3 separate regions of the Mus musculus genome follow, and regions 1 and 2 are each linked to region 3. The links are chromatin contacts, called in public Hi-C and HiChIP or PLAC-seq maps. All regions are on one chromosome and are shown on one strand. Each heading gives the region's core, a stretch centred on a gene start, on an enhancer-like site or on the middle of the called end of the contact. The rest is flanking DNA. Distances are from core to core; before and after follow the strand shown.

What was found. Hi-C and Micro-C count contacts between places; a contact is called where the count stands out from the background. HiChIP or PLAC-seq counts read pairs in DNA pulled down with a chosen protein or histone mark.
Region 1: a Hi-C map of muscle stem cells shows a contact between it and region 3, with 2.7 times the contacts expected there. The contact joins two enhancer-like sites. A contact is called at or near these places in 4 of 484 Hi-C or Micro-C datasets (the HL-1 cell line, Sertoli cells, muscle stem cells and 1 more) and 1 of 115 datasets of contacts at active chromatin or transcription factors (pancreatic cancer cells).
Region 2: a contact with region 3 is called in an H3K27ac HiChIP or PLAC-seq map of stem cell-derived neural progenitor cells. The contact joins two enhancer-like sites. A contact is called at or near these places in 7 of 484 Hi-C or Micro-C datasets (cortical neurons, forebrain, nephron progenitors and 2 more) and 3 of 115 datasets of contacts at active chromatin or transcription factors (SST interneurons, pancreatic cancer cells and stem cell-derived neural progenitor cells).

The regions. Positions count from the first base shown.
Region 1 is chr2:21,259,315-21,263,134 of GRCm38.p6, forward strand. No RefSeq gene overlaps it. Among named protein-coding and RNA genes, the nearest start is that of Gm52501, 32 kb to the left of the region's middle. Within about 2 kb of position 2,502, at least 43 of the 459 cell types and tissues checked have an H3K27ac peak or open chromatin away from gene starts, as enhancers often do. A contact at or near this core is called in muscle stem cells, where this site is marked.
Region 2 is chr2:21,035,370-21,039,148 of GRCm38.p6, forward strand. No RefSeq gene overlaps it. Among named protein-coding and RNA genes, the nearest start is that of Gm13375, 68 kb to the left of the region's middle. Within about 2 kb of position 2,007, at least 110 of the 459 cell types and tissues checked have an H3K27ac peak or open chromatin away from gene starts, as enhancers often do. A contact at or near this core is called in SST interneurons, cortical neurons, forebrain and 3 more, where this site is marked.
Region 3 is chr2:21,140,120-21,144,232 of GRCm38.p6, forward strand. No RefSeq gene overlaps it. Among named protein-coding and RNA genes, the nearest start is that of Enkur, 63 kb to the right of the region's middle. Within about 2 kb of position 1,787, at least 166 of the 459 cell types and tissues checked have an H3K27ac peak or open chromatin away from gene starts, as enhancers often do. A contact at or near this core is called in SST interneurons, cortical neurons, forebrain and 4 more, where this site is marked.

The sequences.
Region 1 (3,820 bases), core at 1,252-3,751, 120 kb after region 3:
GAGCAACATTTACCCAGTCAAAGTCTAGAGATTTTTCCTGCAGCCTCTGTGGTCTGTCTCATGGTCCCCATGCCCATCCCACCACTGGCTAAAGTTGGAGAGCAAGGGAAGGCCAATGGAGAAGGGTTTCAAGATTCACCTTAATGAGCTGAAGAGAGAAATCTTGCTTCCACTCCTTCTTTTTCCTAGGTTCAGGTGTTTCTTAATTTCATTATTCATACCTTGGTCATTTAATTTCTTTAGCTTTACAAGTCTGCCAGTGGATATCTGCCTCTATTTTCCACGTTATTTCAGACCCCAGCAATCCACTCTCCTTCCTTTCCGTAGAGCCTTTCACTAGGTGAGTGAGCTACAAGTGACTGATGAGGAGCGGAAACTGTGGAGACTCCTGGGCCCTGACCAAAATGCTGGATGCCCATTTGCATGTCTGCGGGGAGTTGCAACCATTCTCCTTAAATTAAATAAAAACACCCTCCAAGTCCTCAGACGCACATCTTACCTAGTTCCTCTACTGCTTGCCTTAGCTCAATGAGGGACAGTCTCCTCCAGATTTTCTTTCAATCACACACAAATGCTTGCCTCCTCCACTTTACAGATGCCACCCATATATTTTAAAATATAAGTGTTTTCCTGGATACATAAAACACATCCACTCGCTGACTCTGGCAAATGCCCAAATGAATTTTATGCAGTAAAGAACACGATTTATGAGTTAATTAAAATTATTTGGGTCATTTATAATCACTGTGAATTGAACTGAGCAGAATAAAAATAAAACTTGCCAAAATGGTAACTGTTTCTCTCTGCCTCACAAAATGGTAACTGTTTCTCTCTGCCTTGCAAAGCCCCCTAGCAAAGGTTTCAGTGCTCGCTTTCTAATCGGCCTGGAATCCAAGGGCTTGTTCTTGGCAGGCAGTGTAGTCTGGAGGGTTGTCATCTGCTCCTGTCTCCCTGATAAGTTTTCATTATGGAGAGCGGTGCCTGGCTGGGCACTGCACAGGGAGCTAGGTGAGGTGAGCATGCATTAGCTTCGCCATCCCCCTCCACACACTCCTCACCCTTCCTGCTAGAGCACTTCCTTAGTAACCATCCTTTGTTCTCACTGGTTACAATCTCCTTTATACTCATTCACACAAAAGGAGCACCTTCTTTTTTCCCTAAAAGTAGTTTATTCCAGGTTTTGATTATAAAATGAGTATGTATTTTAACGTAAAAAATTAAGAAAGACGAGGAAAGTTCAGCTCTTAGCAATAGCTCAGAGTTTGAGCCTTTGCTTTTTTTTTTTTAAGATGATTTTATTTTATGTATATTAGTACTTTGCCTAAAAGCATGTGTGTTCATGACCTGTGTGCCTGGTCTCCTAGTAGGCCAGAAGACAGGTTCAGTGAACTACCTTGTGGATGCTGGGCACTGAACCTGGTCCCTCTGGAAAAGCAGCCAGTGCTCCTGGAGACATGTCCTAGCCATATCTGCAGTCCCATAGAGCTTTACTAAAAAAAAAAAAAAAAAAAAAAAAAAAAAAAACCAAAAAACCTAATGAAGATCAGCCAGCTATAGTGATGCAGAGGGAGGAGGCTGCTGAGTTTCCATCAGCTTGGACTACACAGTAAGATCCTGTTTCAAAAAAACAAAAGTGATCTAGCTCAACTTGATCATTAGTTTTCCAATGTGCTAGTTTTCATTTAGTGTTTAATTTTGAAAATTAATTATCATTGTGTGTATGCGTGTGTGCGGGTCCAGTGTCACAGTGTATATGTGGAGATCGGAGGACAGCTTGGTCCTCGCCTACTGTTGGATTTGGGAATTGAACTCAGATCATCAGACTTGTGTGGCAAATGATTTTACTAGTTGAAAAGAGCTTTAGTAGCTGACCCAGCGAGTCATCTGAATCACCATTAGATTGTGATGATAAAGGATTCCTCATAACACATCCGGGAGTGTCGTCAGAGCTTATTCACTGTTTCCTTGGTAGGGAGCATCTGGTCTCCCTCTAGTAGTTAATGCCAAGTGAACACCTCTTCATGTACCCATGGGGCATGCTGATAGAGGATAACCCAAGAGGTGTCTCTGTTACATTAACTGAGGGAACTGGCTACATATAGCAGATACAGTTTTGAAAGGCAAAGGAGCTTTTGCTTCGTTCCCTTGTTTAAACCTTCAGTGTGGCCAAAGCCAGGCAGCAGGTGAGACAGATGCTGCAGGCCTGTCCTCAAATTGTCAGTCAGGTGAGATAGGAGCCTAGGGGAAAGCTGGCATGTTTGCTTTGTAAACTTCCTGACTTCTCTCTATACCACTTCAAATGCAAGACTGGCCCTACTGGGTGTACAGATTTGGTGTCCCTAACTGTGTAATGTGAACGCACAGAGGCCCTTCAGTGACTATTGAAGAGAGGGATCAATCTAGAAATTGAGCAGTCTCCAAAGACATGAAGTGAAACTTCTTCCACTATGTAGGGAAGCCTGACTGCTGTGGAAGTTCAGGTCCCTGTCTCCCTCTAGCGGTTGATCTGCACACTGGACCAGCAGGATGGCTGCCCTGCACAGACCAGAAGCCAAGATCAGTGGTGTCCTTAAATGCCCTTTGAAAATAATAGGAGCCGTGTTTTTGAAAGTGTCTTCCTCACTTCACAGAAGTTTCTGTCTTAAGCAGGCCATCTGTGTCTGCTTCTGCCACCAGGCATCAGTCAAGATTTTCTCCTTCAGGGAAGCACCTCAACTTCTTTTTAAAAATGAATTCAATAACCCACAGTGGGGGTTGTGGTGTGCGAGCTCACGTGTGTGTGTGTGTGTGTGTGTGTGTGTGTGTGTGTGTGTGTGTGTGTGTGTGTGTGAGAATAAAATAGCCATGGAGTTGACAATGCTCACATAAACTATGGAGGAACACACAAACATACTCTCACACATGCACATACATCACACACATGCTAAAAATTGTTTTCGCTTTTCATAAAATTGAAAGCATTAGGAAAACAATAAAAACCTGAAGAGATTTTAGGCTTCACTAGCAAGCCAGCTGCTTGCTTCAGGCTATGTCCAAAGTCTGTGTGAGAGTCTTTTCTCATAGTTTAGTCAATTGCCTCAGTTAGCCACAGCACCCTATATCTTTTATTGCCTTTTATTGAGTTCTTCATGTGCTTGCCATGTCTATAGCCAGGTGAGCAGCTTGGCTAAATGGAGGACCATCTATCTCCTCCCTGGCCTGGCCTGGCCTCCCTCCCACCCACTTCCTTCCCACCCACCTTTCCCCTCCCTATCTGTACTTCCTTCCCACTTCCTTTCTTCCCTTCTATCTGCCTATGTCCCGCCTTTCTAACTCCCTCCTTCTTATCTAAGGCAAACAATTGGAAAAACTGGCACAGATTTTCATATGTGTCTCCTTAGAGGACCTAATCCACTGACTTGTAACTTGGATTCCAGTCCTAGGCATGCAAACGAAGCAGCCGCTTCTTAGAAGAAAGACAGCTTCCTCTCCGCTGCTGCCATTGTGGCCATTGTGCTTGGCTTGTAATTTACAGCAAGTGCCAAACATAAAGTGAGAAACACTTTCCTTTTTGTCACTCTTGGTTCACCTGTCCAGTAAATGTTCTATTGCAGTTCCAACCACCTCCCTCACACCCACCTCGTTGGGATGAAAGCTGGCTATCCCAGCTTCTCAGTCTGTACTTGGCTAAGAACAGGCCATCTTTCAGGACTTAATGTGCAGCTGCAATGAGAGGGGGACAAATACATCCACCTCACCAGAATTACAATGAGGCGGTGCATCCAGGCTGTATGTCAACTGATGTCACGGTGGGCAAGGAAGGCGGTGACCTGTATGAGTG
Region 2 (3,779 bases), core at 757-3,256, 100 kb before region 3:
AATTCTAGAATTTTTTTATTGGCAGAAATGAAACTCCATAGCCAATAAACAGCCAGTCTCTGACAAATAACCATTCTCTCTGTTTTCTATGGCTTTGCTTATATCTCATAGACATTTAGATGCCTTGTAGGAGCAGAATCACATAATATTTGTATTTTCTGTGAATAGCTTCTTTCATTTGGTTTATTTTCTTCATGGTTAATTTATGTTGCAGCCTGCAACAGTCTCCCCCACTGCCCTTTCAGGCTGTTCTCACACTCCCTATGTAGCCAAGAACAACTTGAATGTCTAATCTTCCTTTCTCCACCCCTTGTGCCAGAATTACTGGTGTGTGCCATCATTTCCCATTTATGAGTTACTGGGGAACCAAACTCAGGGCCTCATGCATGCTGGGCAAACAGTCAGCCAATGGAGCAACATCCCCATCTCTTGTTGTTGAATATGCATATGTATATGAATCCTATATTTTGTTTACTTATTCATCCATCGATGCCCTTGACAGGTGATTGGGTTGTTTGTATTTCTTAGAACATTTGCTGCTATGAATATGGGTGTTCTAGGAAATGGTAATTTCTTAAGCTGAGGTACTGTGTTGCCCAGGGAAGAATGAGCACAACTTAGATCTTGCCTGGAGGAGAGGTGCTCAAGACACTTTCTGGAATCACTGACACGTCAAACTATGCCAAGACCTCAAAGAATGTTGGCAACATCTTCAGTGTGTTTGCCCGCTTCCTTCAAAACCAAACAAATTATTTTAAACAAGATCACTTTCCTTTTTGGACTTGTTGACAGTGGTTAGTATTTAATGAAGTACGCTGAAATAAATACTACAAAGGATATAGAAACAGGATATTGATCAAAGACTTCTAAACCACCATGTTTGGCCCATCCATTTATTAGTAAGCCAGACTAGTTCCATGGAAAGATAATTTTAAAGTACTTTTTGTGGAACATATGATTTATAACAGTACTAACTTATGAACATCCTTAATAGGATGTTAACATCGTCATATTACAAAGTCATTTTGATCTTTTTAAGTACCTTGAACCAATTATCACTCCATTGTTAAACCAGGTTCATTACCAATTTTTTTTTAACTCCTGGGCTTCCCCGTGTACCCATCTCTACCCCCTGAATATGCAAATGAAAACTTGTGGGGAATGGTGGCTGCACTTGGTGCTCTTTCTCTTCTGCCTGGAGTAATAATGGTAGAAAGGTTTACATTTACAAATGTATTCCTTCCCAGCAGCAAGCTTGCTCTCCCTGTTGCTATTGCAAAGAATAAAGAGAGCCGAGACTAAACCACGAATGTAAGACAACCCAGAAGGTTATTAGGACCCTCCATCAGCATGAATATTATGCATATTTTATTCCTGTCTGCAGAACTGTGAGACAGAAAGGGTGAGAAACACATGTAGGCAGAGCAGTTTACCTAGAGATGCATTTTGGAAAACATAAATCTTATCTTTTTATAGTAGTTATCAGAGACCACAAAGATCTCTTAATAGAAATTTCTCTATAAGAAATAGGATTCTAAATCAGGTATATAAACTGTAATCCCAGCTCCTAGGAGACTGAGGCAGAAGTATGGTTATAAATCTGAAGCCAGCCTGAGCTACAGTGTGAGATTCTGTCCCAAGAACACAACCCAACCAAAGCCAACAAAAAGGACACTGCATTCCCCACTGACATGTAAGACACAAGAATTTTATGTCTTTGAATTCAATGTCCAATTATCTCTGGTTTTCATTTTTCTTAAGATCAGATCAACTCTGAGCAGATTAATATCACAGATTCAGGAACCGATCACTGCAAAAGTTTATGTGCAAAATTTGACCAAGTTTCTGCATGTGTTCATCCTTACTGGGAGAATGAAAATCTCTTGAGTACACAAAGAGAGCAGCCACTCAGAGGGAAACGGAAGGCTGCCAAGTGCAGAGGCGCTGTCCAGAAAAACCACTGATTGTAAAGAACACTCTCTCTCCTCTCTCTCCTTATATAAGCGACCAGATGTTGTTGAACTGAAGTGTTTTAAAAAGCTCATGAGTCATAGAGAACAGAGGCCTCTGAGCAGGGCTTAGCAGAATTAGCTGAAGCACGCTGTGATTTGCGTGATGAGCAACTCCTAAGTGACAAGTCGATTCTGTACCAAACGATTGAAGAATTCTGCGTTATAAATGCACATGATATTGAAAGCAAATGCTGGGTTAGTGAAGGAGAACTCTGTAAACACTGTGTAATCAACAAACAAACAACTAAATCAGGCCCAATCCAGATCTAATACCCTGGAAGGCATTTTGATTGTATTTTATGCGTGTATAGGTATCAGAGTTTATTTCTGTCCAGGTGGGGAAGACAGATGACGGGAGTGTGAGGCAGCTGGCCAGTCACCTTTCCTACACATCCAGGAAGTCAAGAGCCACAAATGTTCTACTTGGCTTGCTTCCTTCTTCACATTCAGCCCAGGGCCCTTGGGGAGGGAATTATGTCATCCACATTCTCACAGACCACCTCACAGACAAGCCCAGGGTTTTATCTCCTAGGAAGTCCTAACTTCATCCAAGTTTGACGAACTAGGTTAATTACCACAGTGGATATCTCCATGCATATTTTAAAAATAAGAAAAAACTGCCTTTGACCTTTGTCCATTCAAAAACCTTGATAGTTTACGATAGTTGAAAGGACATCAGGAGATCTAGACTTACAGTTTTCAAAAAGTGCAGCTGCAGTCTGGTCCACATGGGAAAGAGGTGGAGATATAATTCAGAAATGCAACATATTAGAAAGAAAGGTGTCTAAGCTCATGGTAACTTGGTGGCTCAATGTCAAATGTTCAGGTTCCACTAAGGCTACCTTTTAAAGGAAGAGCAGTTGTCTGTAAATGACAGCAGAGTCATGAGTCTCTGTGATTCACGTACAAGGCCCTGCCAAAGGTTCCAAGCAGCGTCCGCACCTTCCATGAGCCACAGGGCCTGCTGGATTGTATGGAAGCCTCCACAGTTGCCTGGACCTGTAATAGAGCCTTCTATTCCACGTTCCGCTAAAAACTAGTAGCTTTCAGAGTCATTTGGCATATGGCTGGAGGAAAACACCAGGATGAGGAACGTGCTCCACCCATGATCCAAAGAGGCCCACTAGCCGTTGTGCTTCCTTCCTGGTGGTGAGAAGGGGAGGTGAGACAACTTATTCTTCATTAGAAAGGATATCTCTGCATGCCTCACATTGCCTAGAAATTTTACTGTGAAGCCCTTGAATTTCCGTTGGATTTATTTCCCATTCTTTGATGCAAATCTCATATTTACATATTTTACATATAATCACTGTGCTGAGTAGTTTTATGTTAATTTGGCATAAGCTAAAGTCATCGGAGAGGAGGGAACTTTAATTAAGAAAACCTCCATAAAATCTGGCTATTGGCAAGCCTGAAGAGCATTTTCTTAAATAGTGATGGATGGGGGAGAACCCAGGCCATTATAGGTGGTGCCAGCCCTGGGTTGGTGGTCCTGGGTGCTGTAAGAAAGCAGGCTAGGGCAAAGCGGGTTAAGCAGCATTCCTCCCTGGTCTCTGTATAGGATCCTGCCTCCAGGTCCTGTCCTGGGTGAGGTTCTGCCCTTGCTGCTTTTGATGATGAATTGTTACATGGAACTGTGAGAGAAACAAACCCTTGAAACAAGGTGGGAGTTGAAGACTGGTTTCCAAAGTTGTGCTGACTCCTACATACAGGTGTCTGCATTCACACACAAATTCATGCACACACAGATTTTATACACACACATTT
Region 3 (4,113 bases), core at 537-3,036:
TTACACCGCTTGCCTGTGTCCCTTCCCAGAATGCAAGTTTCGGGAAGAAGAGTTTGTGTGGTTCCAAAGCTGTAGGAGTGTCGCTCTCGACCAGCAAGAACGACGTGACCACCAGTCCTTCTAACAGCAGTTTATTCCGTCTTCATCTTTCTTCTTTCTCTTCATCAGTACCGTTCCCCAGCTGAAGAGTTCTGAATCCACGCCGGATCCTTCTCAACAGTCTGTTTTACGGGAACACTTTATTAACCGCTCCTTCCCAGTGATGCAGTTCTGAATCCTCCCTGTAGCAGCGGGTCTTCGCTCTTGCCTGAAGATGTTTCTTTTCCCGGGTTTCGGCATCACTTCTGTTGCGCATGCTCAACTGGCCAGGAAGAACGACGCTGCTACAGGATCCTTCTGCACACGTTTATTCAGTCCTGTTTCTTCTTGTTTATATCTCCCTTGTTTATATCTCCCTTGTTTTTATATCTCCCTTGTTTTTATATCTCCCTTGTTTTTATATCTCCCTTGTTTTTATATCTCCCTTGTTTTTATATCTCCCTTGTTTTTATATCTCCCTTGTTTTTATATCTCCCCCGAACCCTGGGCCTCTCACTCTTTTATACTCTCAGTTCCCATCCACGCACAGCAGGCCACGCCCCCTCGCCAGTCACGAGGCTTCAGCTAATCAGGGCAGCAGGGGCAAATCTCCACCAAATTGGATTCACCTGTATCCTGGTACACCTGCGCAGCACTCAAGATGTTTGTGTCTTATATGAGGAAGTCAGGTGCAAGTCATATGACTTAGCTACAGTCCCTGGCACCTTTGGGACTGCCGCCACACCCGCTCCCCACATAGGAGCGGAACCTGGAACTCCTTGAGGAAAGGTAGGTTCCCGATGTTTAACTAAGACCTGTTCAACCTGAACAGTTCTATTTAACCGAGAGGCGTTTCCTTCTGAACCCACTCGTTCTAAATCAATCCATAAACACATCCAATCATTTCCATAAACAGATTAGCTGTGAATTACATGCTGGGCTCTGGAAAGAGGATCTTAATGGCAAACCAGCCTCACCCACCACCTTCACACCTTTTCATTCCAATCCTGGAGTCATAACCACCATCTGCTAGAGCTTAATTTCAAGATTATGGGAGGTGGGTACCCTCCGGTTGACACCTGAATGATCCCCCGAATTGCAGAGGTTTGGATCTGGCCCCACCTTCCATCTTGACACACTGCTGGGTTTTTCTCGCATATCAAGTGAAGGCAGAGGGCACTCTGGCTGCTGGCTTCTGCAGAGTCGCGCTCCACATTCTAAGTTCCAATTGTATTCACTTGCGTTACTTTGCATTTTGGTTGCCCTGAAGAGTTAGTTCTCTGCCGTTTTGAAAACAAAACTCATTGAAGTGCTAATAGGCAGTGCAGAATGGTCTCTCGAGCTGCATGCTGGGGTCTTCCTACACCCGGACTCACAGGCCAGACTCCTTGTGGCTAGCCGAAGTGGGGACTCGGTAGGAGGCAGGCTTCCGGGCCAAAAACCCAGGAGAGAGTGGGAAGGGAGGAGTTACTGGGAACTCTGGATGAAGGAGTGATTTTAGTAGGGTTTTCGTGAGATGGGGTGGAGAGAGGAGGCTTGGATGCGAAGAAGCCAGCGATCTCCGCCCGCAGGAGGAACAAAGCCTTGGCCGTTCTCACCCCAACGCAATTCAGCTAAAGGGGTGGGAGGTGGAAGTGAAGGGGTGCAACGAAGGGAGGAGAGGGGAGGGGCGCGAGCTAAGGGAGCCCGAATCCAGAGTTCGCATTTACCACGACGCCTCGCCTAGAGTCTGGCGCCTTCTCACTGCTCCCGGCCACGTCTCTCGCGGGGAACGCTGGACAGACAGACGCCCGGAGGATGCGTGGGCGTGGGCGGGGGGGTGGGGTGGGGGAGAATGTGGCTGGGCCCGCCCCGCCCCCAGCCTGCGGGCGGGAAAGCTGGGACTAGAGTCGAGCCTCATTCCCAAAGCGGCGCGGGAGCAGCTGTGGAGCAGCGCCTGATGCACCTGAGCGCGCTCCGGGGAGCGTCCCTGGCTTACCGCCCCCCAACCCCCGCCTGCCCCTTTGCCGACTCTGCAGCCCGCGGGGATATGGGACAGGCCTGCGATTCGTTCAGGAGAAAAAGCAGTCCCCTGTTATTTGCCTTCTCAAAGCCCATCGCTGCAGCCCCCAGGCCAGCAATCTCCAAGACTCCTCCCTGCCAGATTTTAAATGCACATTTGTCCCAAGTCAATGCATTAAAAAGAGTCAGTGCAGTGCGTTCTCGAGCATTGGAAGTGGGCCGGAGTATCCCGGAGGACTTCAGAGCTTGGCGTCCTGCCAGGAGTTGGAAAGCTCCACGATCCGAGCCGGCATTTCCTCTGACCAAACCCTAGTGATCCGATGGGTCCAGGGCAGGGACATTTTACAAAATACTGTATCAGATTTACCACTTGACTCTAATTGTCTCAGGTTGTAGCTAAAGGCAATTATTCTACTCTGATTAGGAAGCCTTGTTTTATGAATCTGTTGTTAAACCAACCCCTAATTCCAGCTTTCTAATAGCCCAGCGCCCTGGTTCTTTGTTCTTTCCTCTAAGGTCCTGCTTTCTGGTTATATATCCTTGGTCTCCCATATCATGCCAGAGCCTGCACTCAGCACACTTTGGGTTTAAAGGCCTCACATTAGTTCTCTTGACTATGTCTTCTCCAAAAGATTTTTGCTAGGATAGTGTGTAGTTCAGTGATAGAGCATTTGCCTAGGATGTGAAAAGCCACGGGGTTTCTAAACATAGCAACACACACACACTCACCCACACACACTAGCTTCTTCACTCTTTGGCTAAGATCAAGTGCACACACTGGCAAGAGGAATGCTGGTTGTGTTGCTCTGAAGGGAAAATAGTTACCTATCAATCCATGTTGCCCTAAGTTGGAATAATTGTGTAATAATATTGTACTTATGTTTGGTGGATCAGCCATGCTCAGCACTTTAGCTGTTAATCTCTAAGGACCAGAACTGTGGAAGAAGAGGAGTGTAAGGTGTAGGCTCCCTGACATTAGTCCTTGTGTTTGGTGCCTGGCTGTATCAATGGGTAATGTTCTCTTGCACACAGGTAAATAGTTTCACTCAGAATCATTTTTGTAGCTGCCTTTTGTTTCTGATTTCTTTCTTTAAAACTGACCCAGACAATATTCATCAGCAATATTATTGAAATTTTCAGGAATTGGGATGGAGAGATGGCTCAGTCATCAAGAGCACTTGCTTCTTTTACAGAGGACCAGGGTTCAAATCTCAGCACTCAGGTGGTTGCTCACAACCACCCGTGACTCCAATTCCAGGGAATCTGATGCTCTCTTCTAACCTCTGTGGGTACAAGCCATGCAGGTGTTGCATATGTGCAGGCAAAGCACTCATACACGAAATGAAATGAAATAAAAGAAATCTTAAAAAAATTACAGGAATTGAAAAGTGCTGTTATGGTAACAGTTGAACTCCAGTGTCCAGGAAGCAGGTCCATGTAGCTCAGTGACTACACTCTTCCCACTGTGTATGGTGCAGATCTAGGGTGGAGCTATGCAGTGACCACACTCTTCCCACAGGGTATGGTGCAGATCTAGTGTGGGGCTATGGGTGGTTCACACCGTGCTGGAAGACACATCACATGAGTTTCCAACGGCTTCAATGCCAGACTCAGCCACAAGAATCTCATTGTGAAGTCATAGTACAAATTATGGCGCAGGAGACTTCAAAACATATTTCAGGGCAGGGCACTTGTCTCAGTAGAGAAGCATGTGTTAAGGATACTCACTGGCTGAAAAATGGCAGATAGATGTTTGCAAAAGACCATATGTTTAGACATAAATCCCAATGAATTTCTGAAAAAAAATATAGCTTGCTTGAAGGACAATAAGAATCTTTTATGAATTCATGTTCTAGATCATTCTATAGACATAAACTTCAATGAATTCAGTGTAAAAACTATAGCTTGCTTGAAGGACAATAAGAATCTTTTATGAATTCATGTTCTAGATCATTCTATATATAACATTGTATAAAGAACAATAAATAAACTTTAGAATAATACATTTATATTTCTTCCTGTCATCGTGTCTTG